Linked DNA regions of Anser cygnoides: region 2 is linked to region 1. The links are chromatin contacts, called in public Hi-C maps. All regions are on one chromosome and are shown on one strand. Each heading gives the region's core, a stretch centred on a gene start, on an enhancer-like site or on the middle of the called end of the contact. The rest is flanking DNA. Distances are from core to core; before and after follow the strand shown.

The links. A called contact is a pair of places that touch in the nucleus more often than the background predicts.
Region 2: a contact with region 1 is called in a Hi-C map of liver, with 17 times the contacts expected there. The contact joins the promoter of MTHFR here to the promoter of DHRS3 in region 1. A contact is called at or near these places in 2 of 7 Hi-C or Micro-C datasets (both in liver).

Annotation. Positions count from the first base shown.
Region 1 is chr23:2,790,084-2,793,603 of Taihu_goose_T2T_genome, forward strand. DHRS3 (dehydrogenase/reductase 3) reads left to right here and starts at 1,696. Exons shown (of 11, transcript XR_010826411.1): 1 at 1,696-1,920.
Region 2 is chr23:3,112,749-3,115,967 of Taihu_goose_T2T_genome, forward strand. It overlaps MTHFR (methylenetetrahydrofolate reductase), which reads left to right and starts at 1,348. Exons shown (of 12, transcript XM_048067707.2): 1 at 1,348-1,488. It overlaps CLCN6 (chloride voltage-gated channel 6), which reads right to left and starts at 1,295. Exons shown (of 23, transcript XM_066982273.1): 1 at 1,156-1,295; 2 at 512-571. The coding sequence starts at 1,239.

The sequences.
Region 1 (3,520 bases), core at 446-2,945:
CCTACCTAATGCCTAACAGTGCAAACAAACGAGTCGGGGGACCTGGTTGCAACACGCTTTGCCCTTTCTCCTGTTACAACATAGTTTCGAAGTGCTATGGAGACCTTGTGTTGCAATTATGCCCTCATATCTGGACAAAAGTCCTGGAAAAGGAGAGCAGAAAAACACCCTTTGATGTGAGAAAGCACGTCTCCCTGCTTCGGTCGGAGCCTGCTTTTTTCATTGCCCCGCTACTGAAGGTACCAATCACCAGTTTTCAGCAACGTAAGCATCTTCCAGTTTGGAAAATCCATGAGTTGTCATGCTGTCCGTAGACACGCTGGTTCAGTGGTAATAGATGTTGATGATTATCAGCCTAGGCTGGAGTGAGCCCAGCACTCTAGGGCTGCAATAACTTTTCCCATCAACACCAACTTAACCTGGGCAAGCAGTTCTCTCCCGGAGCTCGCAAGGCACAGATGGCTCCTTTGAACTCAGCCTTAACCCTGACCGCTCCTGGCACTTTTTTTTTTCCCCCCCTCCTGGGCTCACGTCAAACCCCAGCACCCTCCTCTGCCGCGTTCCTGTCAGGGAGGAACAGAGGAGGTTCCTGTCAGAGGCGGGCGCGCGCTGCGGCCGCGGCCGGCCCCGACCCCAGCCCCGGCCTCAACCAGCCCCGTCCCGCAGCCACCCCGACCCCAACCCCGACCCACAGCCGTCCCGACCGGCAGCCGGCCCCGACCCCAGCCCCAGCCCGCAGCCGGCCCGGCCCCAGCCCCTGCCCGCCGGCTGCGGCGCGGCCGTCCCGGCTGCGGGCGCCGTGCGGCGGCTCCGAGACCGCGCTGGGGGAGGGGAGAGCAAAGCCAGCCACTCACAGGAACAGTAGTGAAATCTCCCCGACACTTTAACTGTCAATCAGGCTTAATGGGGTATAAAACCTCCCCGGCGCGGCGGCTGTGATAGGCAGAGAGAGCAATAGGGAGAAATGAGTAAGAGCCAGAGCTGAAATAGTGCACGGCATAATTCCTGCTCTGTGGTCACGGAGCCTCCGAGTGCGAAACCCGGGAGAGGGGGCAGAGAGAGGCGGTTATCAGCTCACCCTCTGCAGCCGGCTCAGGACAGGACGTCTGGAGATATTTATAGATATTAAAACAAAAACAACAACCTTACCCTGAATAGACCCTTTCTTAAAAAGAAAGTCCTGGCAATTCTGTCTTATTTAAGCAATTTCCTGAGTCTAAGAATAGAAATGAGCTGCCTGGAAGGCACTGCAGGCTGAAATTTGGAGACATAGGCTGCTTTATTTTATTTTTCCAAGTATAAAACCTTCCACTTGGATACTGGATTTTTGTGACAGTCTTTGAAACGGAGGGATGTATGGTTACTTTTAATTTTACTTTTTTTTTTCTCTCTCTTTAATTAAAAAAAAAAAAGAAAAAAGCTGTCTCCCAGTTATACAGCGAGGAAACCGTTCTACCTGCATGTGACAATCCCAAAGGACATCGATCAAGAAGCAGGGGAGTGACTTGGTCTTCTGCGCTGTTCTGCTCCTACCCCGATTTTTTAGGGGAAGAGAAGGATTTTTCCAGTCCAAGAATCCGTTGCCCCCCACGTTTCGGAAGGGGGCTGAAGACTTGTCGCCCATCCGGGGGTGCATGAAGGGTAGTGGTTTTCTTTCTCTCTTAACTTGGTTCTGTGAAGGGTTGGAAGAGAATTTTGCCTTCCTGGCTTGCCTGGAAGAAGAGGATGATTTGGAAATGGCTGGGCGCTTTGCTGCTGTTCCCCGTGCAGATGGTTTATTTGGTGGTGAAAGCTGCCGTGTGCGCGGTGCTGCCGCCCAAGCTCCGGGACCTGTCCGGGGAGAGCGTGCTCATCACCGGCGGGGGCCGGGGCATCGGCCGCCACCTGGCCAGGGAGTTCGCGAGGCGAGGAGCCAGGAAGGTGAGCATCCACCCGGAGGGGATGGGGGAAGGAAGCGGCCACCTGCTGCTCTGCTGGGGAGCCTCCGGCCCGGGGGCTGCAGCCCGTGCCCCCACCTCGGGGTGGGCCTGCCGGGATCGCGTTCAAACGGACAGAGAGGGGAGAAGGGGGGCGCTGGGTGTAGCGCTGCCGAGCCGGTGCCGAGCCTCGCGTTTCGGAAGTTGCCCACTCCTCCTCCTCTGCATCCTGGCTCGCCGCACCTCGGCTAAGAAAACGTGAAGGTGAGAAGGGGGCCCCCGCGCGGGGTACCCCCCCCTGCAGCCTGCCGTCCCCCGGGCGCGTCGGCCGGAGGGGGGCACGGGGAGGGCCCTGCTGCCCGCCCCGGGGGGGTGCCCGCTTTGGGGAACGGGGGGAGGAGAGTTCAGCTTCACCCTAATGCTTTGCCACGTGCAAAGTGGTTTCTGAAGTCCCTTGTGTTTTGCTTTCTGCCAGCCCCGAGCTGTTCAAAGGTAAGGTGAATGCTGGCCCAGCAAGGAAGAAAAGCACAGCGTGAGCGTGAGCTGGGAGTTTGTTCGCCCGTTTCCTTTGGGAAAGGAGAGGGGCTGGGAGAACGGTCTGTCTGCGCTGCAGCCTAGAAATGTCAGTGTAGCTGGTGTGCCCATTCTCTAGCTCAGGAACTGCCATTCACCTTGAAATGCTGTGCTTTCATAACTACAGGTGTCCCCCTATGCGTGAATCATTCGGGAATAATTAAAATAAAATAAAATAAAAAATGCCCTGAGGCAAGATTTGAGTTTTCAAGTTTCCTCTTTACCCCCATTTAGGGGTAATGGAATGGAGGAATCATGTGAAATTAGACAGCTGCATAAATACTACAGCACGTGAGAGAGGATGAATAGAAGCAAATACAGAATAAAGCAGAAGAAAAATGCAGAATGGGGGAATATTTAAAGAAGAATATGCATTTAGTTGAGGATAGGGTTTTGTCATTTCCTTATACATGCACTAAAGTTTTCTATATGTGGTTTCTATATGGAGCTGTTCTGGTGTACAACTTTGAGGCGTAAAATATGTCAGCATTGAACTTTGATGTTTGTATATGCTTGTGTTTAAACATCATGTTGAGATTTACAAATTCTTGGAGACAGAACAAACAAGTTGACTGACCTTTGGACCCCAGCAATTTGCTGAAAGTGTATTTACATTATCTGGTAGAATACCGTGCTTCATTATTTATTTATTTAGCCCGGTTGGTTGCTATGCTAAGCTGAGTATTAAAGTGCCACCATTTCACCAGCTAATTCAGGAGCTGCTTAGCTACAGTTCAGCTGCAAGCTGAACAATGGTAGTCAGCCCTAACTGACATGGGCCAAGAGGAGCTGGGGAGCTGAGGATGAGGATTTGTAAACTGATACAGACTGTAGTTCATTTGTATGTCTTATCTCTACAATCCTTACATATCTTAGAAGGAAAGAATAAACAAGAGAATAATTCTCGGGAAGCTTTGTACTTGTCTCATGTGGTGTTATGAAATGCTGTGTGGTTGCTAGTTACTGTTTACAACTTTGGTGTTTTTTTTGTCGTATGTTTTTTTCCATGCCTGTCATCAAGGTGTTTCACT
Region 2 (3,219 bases), core at 98-2,597, 320 kb after region 1:
GGTGACACCCATGCTGAGAGCAACTGCTCTGAACAGCTCAGGGCCACCATACAGACACATTAAAATTAAAAGTCTCCTGTAAGAATCAGTATGTGATAGATAAGATCTGCTTTGAGCCAGCATGACACCACAGACAGCAGTAAAGCAACAGTGACCAACTAGTTACAGATGTTTTTTCACGGTCACAATGACATAGGACCACAAGAGCCTGTAAACTCATGTTAAAATGGGGGAACAACGTAACAGATTCAGAAAATCCATTTTCTCAATAGAGTCTGACTTGGGCAGCAAACTCAGAGCACTGGGCATTAATCTACAAACACCACCATCAAATGATAAGCAACAGGTGTTTGCAAGCAGAACAGCTCCTGGTATTTCTGTTGGTACCAATACAACCTAGCTACAGTGATGCAAGTTAAGTGCCTACCCCATTGTAAATTCAAACAGATCAAAACCTGTCTGCAGTTCTTGCCACGTCAGTTTCACAAGCTGGTATCAGTTAACTTCCCACCTCATAGTCTTTGCGTGGAAGGATCTCATCTTCCTCTTCATGAGTTTCTCCTAGGATTGTCTACAAAACAAAGAACATGGGAATGAAAAAACATCAGGGAAATGAATGCATACACTGGCGCTCACAAACACTGGTAGCAAAGCTAAAATCAGGGAAGGCTTCGCCCACTGATGGTTGTAAAGCTTGGGTGTGATTTACCAGATCACCGCTTACTTTGGGGTGACTATATATCGGGCCTTACCTTAAAGCTTGCCCTTCAGCACGAATATATTACGTTACTATGTTGTGAAGGGCCGCTGCGTGGAGGTAAAGCAGCGTGCCAAGCCCACGTCCCCCCTTCCTTCACATCAAGTCACAGGGGCACAGGACAAGAGACTTGCACAGGCAGCGTTACCCCGCTCCGGGCAGCTGGGCGCTGCCCCCGCACCCCGCTCCCCCAGCAGGAGCGGTGCTGAGCCGGGCAGGACGAGCCCCGAGGCGGGCAGGAGGCGCAGCACCGCCTGAGGTGCTGGGAGCAGGGGCTGCGCTGCCAGGCCCAGCGGGAGCTGAGGCCAACAACGGTGCTTTGGGGGACCGGGACAGCGGGGGCTGCGGCGCCAGAGACTGAGGCGGGGAGCCCCGCGGGGCAGGGGCAGCGGCCGTACCAGCTCCTCAGGGGTGCGGCTCTCCCGCTCGCCGCAGCACCGCGGGCAGCAGCAGCAGCACAGCCCCGCGCCGCACCCCGCCATCTTGCGCCGCCACCGCCCCTCTCCCGGCACCGCCCGCGCCCACCCCCACCTCTCCCACGTGACCCCCGCCGCGGCGGCTCACGGCGCGGTAAGGTTAGGCAGGGAGGGAGGGGAGCGAGGTGAAGCCGCGGCGCCATGTTGGGTAAGGGAAGGCGCCGGGCACCACGTGACCGCCGCCGCCGCCGGCCCGGCTTAAAGCGCCGCGGGATGGGGCCGCGCGCGGTGCGCAGCGCCCAGCCCGGCCGTGAGGTGAGCGGGGCGCCGGGGAAGGGGCCGGCTCGTTCCGCTCTGGGGCTGCCCCACGCGCAGCTCGGTCCCTCGGAGCCCCGCGGGTTTGCGTGCGCGGCCCCCCCCCCCCCCCCGAGGTGTCTGCGCGGCCCCGCAGGCGCTGCCCTGGGTGGTGCCGCCCGGCTCAGCGGGGTGCAGCCCTCTGGGGGGTCAGCTCCGGCCTGGGGGCTGTGAAGATGCCCCGCGGTGAGGTAAAGCGGCGCCTCGGGGATCGGGTAAACACAGCGGGCGTAGGCGTGCTGCTCCGCGGATCCCTGCCCCGAGCCCGGCGGGGTGGCCCGGGGGGGTCATAGGGGAGTGGGAGCTGCTGTTTCGCTGTCCTATGTATGCTGCGACTGCTTTTGCTGCTTAGAAAGATGCTTTTTATCTTTACAGTAGCCGCAAGTTTCTGCTAGCAGGTCTGCGATGCGTGTAAGCCTAGGGAAGCTGTTCCAAACGCTGCCTGTAGATAAAACTTAAGCAGCCTTTCTATTGTGTGCGTGGTTCTAGATTGCCACGGAGATAAGGAGTTCTCAAGGGAAAGCCTCGCTGCACAGAGACGTTAATAAGCAAACCTTCCTGCATGCTGGGTGTTCAATCTCAAGTAGGAGAACCAAGGTCCGGCTTTGCTTTGCCTGAGGCATTGTAGCACGTTCCTCAGAAATAAGGTAGCGGGAGGTGACAGCGCACGGTTCTGACCCGCTAGTTTGCTCACCACTGTGTGCTTCGGGATAATTCCCCAGATTAGTGCCACGTGTTTCTTTTGAAAGAGCTTGGGCAGGCTGTTAACTGTGTACCAGAGGTTGCTTTTGTAGTTGTCAATAGCTGCTGGTTTTACTGTGACCCACTGTGTTGGTACACAAGAGATTTGAGACTCCAGGTTTCTCTTGGCACCAGGAGCCCTGCACTCCTTTCTCTCATCTCCTGCCAGCTGGAGAGGTCCCCAGGTGGTAAAAGTAGACTTTCTCCCACAGGGTTTTTGCTTGATTGCCAGCTCAGTGTAAACAGTAGAAGAAGAGTTCAAAGTCTGCTCGGATGACCCAAACTCTCACAGTTCCTGTAAGGACAAAATGTGCACTAGATGGTGCAACAATTTCCCTCCAAAATAGGCTCCAAGGTTATGTAATGACAGTCTGCTGTTTCCCAGTGACAATTCTAAGCTTTGACTTAGATAAGCAGACAATGCGGATCCAAACTTTATGGCAGCTCTTCTGCAATTAGCTGTAATCACTACCTCATTTTCAAGGCATAGAGTGAAACACTTCTGGGAGAAAATATCAAGCAGTTGTGGCCCAGGGAGCTAAGTGGAGTTGGGCATCCTAGACCTGCTTGTACTTGCAGTGCTGTTTTCCTTTCTGTAAAGCCAAACAAGCACACCTGATCATTTTACAAGGCAGAGAAGAAAGGGATGGGACCTTGTTCCAAGCAGCCACAATCAGTGAGGAAAGGAACATGAACAGGGTACCTAGCGAAGGAAATAGCTGAGTGTGTGCAGTGACAAATGCCTGTGGAAAAGATATGTCTAGTGGAGAGCGACTAAAGCTTAGAAATGCAACACGCTGCCCATGAAGACAAAACAAAAGATAGAATTTGTGGGGATGCCCTGTTCCAGACGGGATTCCTGACAGAGGAGTAGTTTGTGCATTCTTGTCTACCTGCCACATTAGCACTTGCCCTTATCTCTGCATTGTAAGGAAACACTGCCTTGGGAGA